Regions from separate parts of the Mus musculus genome. Here region 1 is linked to region 2. The links are chromatin contacts, called in public promoter capture Hi-C maps. All regions are on one chromosome and are shown on one strand. Each heading gives the region's core, a stretch centred on a gene start, on an enhancer-like site or on the middle of the called end of the contact. The rest is flanking DNA. Distances are from core to core; before and after follow the strand shown. Region 1 holds the start of Chrm1 (cholinergic receptor, muscarinic 1, CNS). Region 2 holds the start of Slc22a27 (solute carrier family 22, member 27).

What was found. Promoter capture Hi-C pulls out the DNA fragments that hold promoters and counts their contacts.
Region 1: a promoter capture Hi-C map of liver shows a contact between it and region 2, with 2.7 times the contacts expected there. The contact joins the promoter of Chrm1 here to the promoter of Slc22a27 in region 2. A contact is called at or near these places in 4 of 39 promoter capture datasets (the C10 cell line, liver and stem cell-derived epiblast-like cells) and 1 of 9 other capture datasets (liver).

The regions. Positions count from the first base shown.
Region 1 is chr19:8,661,626-8,665,334 of GRCm38.p6, forward strand. Chrm1 (cholinergic receptor, muscarinic 1, CNS) reads left to right here and starts at 2,380. Exons shown (of 3, transcript NM_001112697.1): 1 at 2,380-2,832; 2 at 3,284-3,375. 9830166K06Rik (RIKEN cDNA 9830166K06 gene) reads right to left here and starts at 1,710. Exons shown (of 3, transcript NR_045314.1): 1 at 1,116-1,710.
Region 2 is chr19:7,964,514-7,968,434 of GRCm38.p6, forward strand. Slc22a27 (solute carrier family 22, member 27) reads right to left here and starts at 1,514. Exons shown (of 11, transcript NM_134256.1): 1 at 1,449-1,514.

The sequences.
Region 1 (3,709 bases), core at 1,130-3,629, 700 kb after region 2:
GCTCTGACTTGTCAGGCAGTTCGAATGAACCAACCTACGGTTGGATTCGAACCCAGGACAACTTCGCTCTTTTTCTTTTTTCTTTCTTTCTTTCTTTCTTTTTTTCCTTTCTTTCTTTCTTTCTTTTCCTACTTAGAAGCATTTATGATTGGGCCGAGTCATCCAATGCTGATCAAAAATAGCAACCAGCAGGAGCGCAGACCCCGAGTCCTGTGTAGACCCGCCCCCACCTGAACAGAGGGGAAAAATGCTGAAGAGGGTCTGGGCAGCAGAGAGGGGGGTCACGTGGGGGCCGGGCCGGACCCCCACGTGCGCCGCCTGCAGCCGCTTAGCGAAGCCCTTTGTCGGGAGCAGCCGCGTTCGTGCCGCACTCGGCGGCTTAAAATAAAGACAATGTTCCCAGCCTCCCTGCGGCTAAATCCGGCGCGAGTGCGGGGGTGGCGAGCGAGCCGGGCGGGAGCTCTTCTCCCCGCGCTGCCTCCCTTCTTCCCTCGTGCCTCAGTTTCCCCAACTGGTATGAGGAGACCTAGCCAAGCTAGGCGGGAATGCAAAAAGCGTGATACAACAGGAGGTACGGGGCTATAGACCCCTTCTTCTGTAGCTGCACAGACTCCAGAACGCTGCACGGACCAAAGATGAGGACACTCAGGAGGAGGCAGAGGAAAGCTGGACACCCTCCCCTCCCGCCCACAAAATAAGTGTTTTTATTTCTAAAGGGACATGTGCAGAGGCGGTGGGAGAAAAGGGAGAGCAAGAAGAATGGGGGAAGGGGGCAAAGAGGAAGCTTGATTCAGACTCGGAAATGGATGTGGAGGCCTAACTCCCCCACTCTAAACCACGTGTACACGCACAAGTACACGCACCCCCACGGCTCTCCCAACATGCAGCCCGCAACCTAAGGATGGCCCAGTAGGGGGCAGCCTGCCACAGAGACTGCTTGTTTTCTGACCTAACCCTAAGGGTCTAATGCCACCGAAGGTGGGAGGAGGAGCTGTTCAGATCCTCTGACCCCGACACCCCCTCCGCCCCAAACTGTAGTATATGACCAAACACAGAGAGAAGGCGCACTGGGTACCCCTTGGCAGCCTCAAGAGTACAGATGCCCCCACACGTACCTGCCACCTGTGTCCCGTATCTGCTGGCCCAAGCCCCAGAGTCGTCGTCAATTTCTTCCTTTTCTGGTTCCTTTGGCAACTGAGCTCCAGTCTCAACATTGGTAGGAAAATGAAGAGAGAAGGAAGAATGGGTGTGCCCCGGACTCCAAAACCCTGAGCTTAGAGCTCACCTGGAACCTACCTTTAGCTTTCTCTCCTCCATAAAGGCAATCTTGATTTCGGTCCTTCCCACCTCCCTCCCAGGGCTTCATCACAGCCCATGGGGCAAAACACACAGGAGCTTTTAGTGTTTCCAATTCTCCTCGGTGGTCAGCTCTCCAGGAAGTCTCTATTGGGGCATTGCTGGACCCAGGTCCCTATGACAAAGCCCCCAGGGGTTGTCTCTATCTCCAAGGAGACTCTACACAGAAATCCAAACCAGCCTGGGGGGGAGGGGGGATGAGGGTCAAACCGTAGGCTGAGAGGAGGAGTGGCTCGTACTTCCCAGGTACACACCTGTGAACCTAAAGTGGGAGTCAGGGGAGACAGTTTGACAAGCAGGGAGGAGAGCAGTCTGTCTGCCTGTCTGTCTGTCTACCAAGGGGAAGCTGGAGGTGGAGCAGTCAGGGAGGTAGATGCTACCTCACTTGTCAAAATTAGCCAATTCCACAGTTGGGCAACACTCAGACATACACTGAGCACAGACACACGCTCCCACATGCGTTCTGGCTCCAGATTGGCAGGGTCACACCTGGATTTACGTAGGCTGCATAATGACATGAGCACACATGTCATACTACACATGCCGGACCCTGAACAGCATATGGAACAAACACAGTTTCTCCAGTGCTCCACAAACCAGATACACATATACCCTCACACCAGACCTTTCCATACACCAGAGTGCACTGCCCAGCATGCGGGCATGTCACTCCGTCCCAGGGTGGGTGAGCCAGCCCTCTGGGTCTGGTCCAAGTTGGAACCTCTCACGTGAGGCCCAATGTGTCATTTTCAAACAGAAGGAATTTAGCTCCCTCACAGCAGGGAGGAAGAGCAGGGTGTGTGGCTGGGTGGGTGGGTGGGTGGGCGCGTGGGCATGTTCATGGGGGGAGGGTATGCAAAGGAAGCAGGCATGTGAATAATGGGGCATGTGTGTCGGGGCATGTGTGTTGGGACATGGTGCACAGGAGTTGGGGGCTTTCCGGTTGGGTGGGGGAAGGTGCCCGGGAAACAGAGTGTGCCTTTGTGAGAGGGTGTGTGTGTGTGTGTGTGTGTGTGTGTGTGTGTGTGTGTGTGTGCCGCCAGTCTGTGTGCAGTGGGTGTGGGTGTTTGTCTCCCTGTATCCGCCTTCTCTCTCCTCTTGGACTTTTAGCTTTCCTGGGCTCTCTTTCCTCATGTCCTGCCTCCTCCCTCTCGAGGCTCAAAGTGGGTGCCCTTGTGGACAAGGGGGGCACACTCCAGGACTTAGTCCAACCCCAGATGCTGCCTGAGGCTTCCCTCCTGCTCCCCCTCCCTTTCTTTCCTCCCTTTCCTCCCTCCCTCTCTTTCCCTTCCTCCCTCCCCCCCAAGGCTGGCGTGCCAGGGGGTGGGACATGCCAATCACTGGCTGTGCCTCTCCGGCTGCCAGCACAGGGCGCAGCTCCCCCCGGGAGCCAGGTGTTTGGGTCCCAGGAGACACTGCAGGCCCCCGGAGAAGCACTGAAGCTGAGGACCCTACAGACCCCTCTCCGGTCCCATGGTGAGTACATTTGGAAGGGCTTGGGAGGGGCTGTGTTGAGCTGGGTGCAGAAGCATCAGGGTCCTCTGAGACAGGGCAGGGACAAGGATGAGACAGGAATGGGGGTGGATTCTTGAAAGGGGAGGTGGCCAGGGAGGGGTCTAGAGGCCAAGAGGGCTCTCTAGCAGTGGGCATTGGCTGCTACAAACACCCTGTCTGCTGCTTCTCAGTGGATTTATCTGATGTTTTTCTGTGCTTTAGCTGGCAGAAGAGGTAAAGACCTTCTTAGGAAACTCAACCTAGACTTCAGAAGAGATTAGATGGCTGTGTGGTTAGCAGATCCCCCAGCACACTAAAGGCAGAAGGGGAAGGGCAGGAGGCAGCCCTGGCTACCAGCACCTAGTTGAAGAGTGACCCCATGTACATACTTTTGGGGACACCAGTCCCAGAGCCTCCTTCTCTCCTCCTTCAGGAAACCCTGAATCCTACCTCCCCTATCCACCTTCAGCCCCCCAAGATGGATTGAATGAGGCTGCTGGCCAGATGGACAAGCTGGATGCCAAGGTGGGTGTTGGGCCAGAAGCCAGCAGGAGACCAGGCAAAAAGCCCCAGTGCTCTTTGGAGACAGATAAGCACATGGATAGCCACACCACCCAGACAATGTGGTCCTGGCACGCGAGGGGACCCAGAGGGCCCTCCCTGTGTTTTTGTATCTTTGGCTTGCAGAAGGCAGGTTTCGGGCAATACAAGGGTACTGATGCACACACATGTTCCCTGACTCCAGTAAGGATGAGTTAAATCCAGAGGCTCTGACTCTTGGAGTTGCCACCTCTAAGACAGGTGTCTGGAGAAGGGGCAGTTGGCTCATGGAAATTTCTTCACCTTAGAGGTTCTTAGC
Region 2 (3,921 bases), core at 264-2,763:
TGGAAATGGAAAGGAGCCTGAGGAAGGTCCAGCAACAGGCCCAAAGTGGGGTCCAGCTCAAGGAGAGTTCCCAAGGCCTGACACTATTACTATGGAGCACTCACAAAAAGGGACTAATCATGACTGCCCTCTGAAAGACCCAAGAAGCAGTTGAAAGAGTCAAATATAGATATTTGCACCTAACCAATGTACAGAAGCAGCTGACTTCTGTGGTTGAATTAGGGAAAATCTGGGAGAAACTGAAGAGGGTGACCCTGCAAGAGGACCAGCAGTCTTAATTAACCTAGACCCCAGAGATCTCTCAGATCCTGGACCACCAACCATGCAGCATACAACAGCTGATATGAGGCCCCCAACACACATATATAGCATAGGATTGCTGGGTCTGGGCTTAGTCTGAGAAGATGCACCTAACTTGCAAGAGACTAGAAGCCCCAGAGAGTTTAGAGGTCTGGATAGGTGGCAGGTAGAGGGTGGGGACATCCTAGAGACAGGAGCATAGGGAAAATTTATGTGATGTGGACTGAGAGGAAGGGAATAAAATCTGGAGTGTAAAACAATAAATAAATCAATAAATGATTAAATAAAATATCAAATTAATTGAAGAGATACTTGATGCAATCTGACTTAAGGAATTTTCGGGATCCTATATACTAGTATATAAACTCTGACATTATTTCACTAGCTGTTGACAGAGCCTGAATGACTGCCTCTCACCTCTCTCTCCATCCCTCTCTTATTTTTTTCCTATTTTCTTTTGTTACTTTTGGTAGAATGAGTATTTAACTAAGTGATACAGTGTTCTAACAATGAGAAACATTCTATCCTGTTATAGAGGTAAAATATAATATCTTTTCTTAGACAAGGCTGATAAAGGATCCTGAGTCACACACATGAAACATAATCACTCTTCCTTTGAGCAATAGCCTTAGCTGACCTTGTGGTTTTATATAATCACCCATTTCTTTTAAATTTTAAATTGAGGCTGAATAACACTGTCCTGTCATAACATGTCCAAGAAGGCACATAAGGATTTGCTAAAAATGAATTAATAATTCATTGAAGAGATTTAGGTTGAAGAGATACCTAAACAATAGAGAGCACTTACTGCTGCTGCAAAGAACCAGAATTCAGTTCTCAGCACATACATAGTGGCTCACAAACATCTCTAATTTCAGTTTCCTAGGATACAACACCCTCTTCTTACCTCTTAGTGTACCAAGCACACAGGTGGTCCACATACTTAGATTCTAGAAAACACTGATAAATAAATTAATTCATAAACTGTGGTCAACCTTAGAATAAAATATTAGAAGAATGAGAAATGTTCACATTTAAAATATCAGTAATTAATGTTGGCTTAAAGTTGAAGACTGAGCTAATTGAATATCCACTATTTGTACTATTGGTAAAACCCCACAATGAAATCATTTTGGGGAATGCCTTACCTCGATCACAGTGGATAAGAAGTTGCTCCTGTAACACACCCATCCATCCACACAGGGCTCAGTGTCTGGCTCTGTCACACATGGAAAACATGCTATTCAAATGAAGATGCCACTGTGGTTGGACAAAATGATGACATTTCTCCAGTCTCAGGTCGGAGTCCAGGGGAATAGAGATCCTGAGGTCATCTTGGCTCAGGATCCTATTGTCATTATCAGAGGCAGTGTCATTGTCAAAGATGGGGATTCAGCAGCGATGACTAGGAATGGCCGCAGTAAAGTTCTCCATTGCAATATGAGGTGTCACAATAGCGTTGAGGAGGAAATGAAAAATTATATGAAAGATCTAGAATCTCCCTAGGCTTCCCTCTTGATTCAGGAATTCTTGAAAGGCCATCGAAGCTGAATAGCTATCTACAAAGAGGGACAAATAATACTTTACTATAGAAAAGTATTAGTACAAAGCATTTAAAAATTATATTTCACAAAGACACCCTAAATAGTCCTGAGCTGTTCTTCATGTGTCCCTACTAACTTCTGCATTGCTGTCATAGAAAAATTATCCTTTAGTGAGCTAACAAAAGTTTAAAATGTCCATGCCATTAGTAATGAACTTTTCTCTCTTTAGCTTCTTTTAAAATCAACAAGCTTCCTACCATTGTTTCTATTTCAGCAATTGAACTTGTTAAAGATTTATTTTAAAAGGTATTTTGTTTACACAATGCTCCGTGGTCAAATATGGACATTGATCTGCAAATCTCAGGAATCAAAAAAGTTAAACTATAACATGTTATGCCTTTCAGAACATGCAATTTAAAAGGCTCCAAGGTGACCCATTTTGTTTTTTATTCAATGTATTGTGTTTAATATTAAAGCTTGCTAAAAGAGTTAAGGAATAGAATTAAAGTTAAATTAGTTAATGCAAAACACCATACAAAAGCTGTTTCAAATAAGAATGTTCCTCCCAGACACATTTGTTTGAATGCTTGGTTCTCAGTGTATGGAAATTGTTGATGAAAGTAAGAGGAGTGGCCTTGGTGAAAGACATTTGTCACTAGGACTAGGCTTAGAGGTTTAAAATGTGCATTCCATTACTACTTAGCTTTTCTCTCTCTTTGCCTCCACCTTGCATATAACAATATAAGCTTGTCACTAGTACTTCAGTGTTTTGCCTGCCAGTATTGTTGCCAAGCTCTTTTTATGAACGTGGACTCATGCCCTGACATTGTAAACAAGCCCTAAATTAAATATGTTGTTTTATAGGTTGTGCTTGTTCTGGTTTCTCTTCACAGGGATACAAAATTTATTTTAACAAAAATTGGTATCAGAGGGTGTTTTATTTCTGTTATGGGGCTGGATATGCAGTTTTTGGAAAAATACGGAAAATTTGGGTACTTTGAACTAGAAAGTGGTACAACATCATTTCTTAGTATCTACTAAGCTCCACTTAGTATTTGCTCATATTTAAGCTTGGAAGACAACAGTGCTGACATTAATGATGACTATGGAGGCTCAGCTCAAGAAGTTACAGAAGGGAATAATATTGGCAACTGGGATAGTGACCATTCTTGTGATATTTTGCAGAGAATGTGCCTGCTTCCTGTCCTTGTCCTAGAAATCTGCCAGTGGCCAAATTCAAAGGTTTGGGACTAATTTCATTGGCAGAGATTTTAAGAGAGCCCAACTTTGATTCTATTGCCTGACTGTTATGAAATATAATACAGCCAGGGGTACCTTTGTCAGGATCTACCAAGATGAACCCCTGAAAAACATTGAGCATGCAAAAGATCTGGTACAAAAGAGCTTTATTGATGGAGGAGATGGGAGTCAGGACCTGGGGTAAGAATAAAGTTAGAAAAGTGGATGTGCATACAGGCAGACAGACAGACAGAAAGAGAGACAGCACTGAGTGATCATGAGGACAGAGGGAGGGGCTATAGAGGGTCACACAGAAAGAACAGAGAGAGGAAACATAAAAAATAAACTGATGGTAGTTTTTTCTGGAGCACACACCTTATGCACCATGTGTACCTGGAATCCTAATGGCAGGGGCAGGTGAACCAATTGCTGATGCAAAATGGAATAGAATGGTGCCTTTGGAGCAAGAACCCCACCCTACAAGTTTTCAAATCTAGGTCTGGGTTTATTTGGTTTTAAAAGGTACATTTCCTGTTATATAAATAAGTACTATAGGAAGGCATTTTGTTGCTTATGCCTAACTGAGTTTCCTTGTGAACTGACATTCCAGCATTTGAGAAGAGGCCAGTAGAACTGCCTTTACCCTAACAATATTTATTAGTACCACACTTGCAAAATTCTAAAGTGAAAAAGGAAGGAAATGCAGATACAGGATGTGCAGTTTGAGTATCAGAAAAGCATCTACTATTGAAACCAACTCTTGTTCTCAACGATATAAGGATAAAGATAAGCCTGATGAAAAATGGAATAGAGTGGTGCCTTTGGGGCATGAACCCCA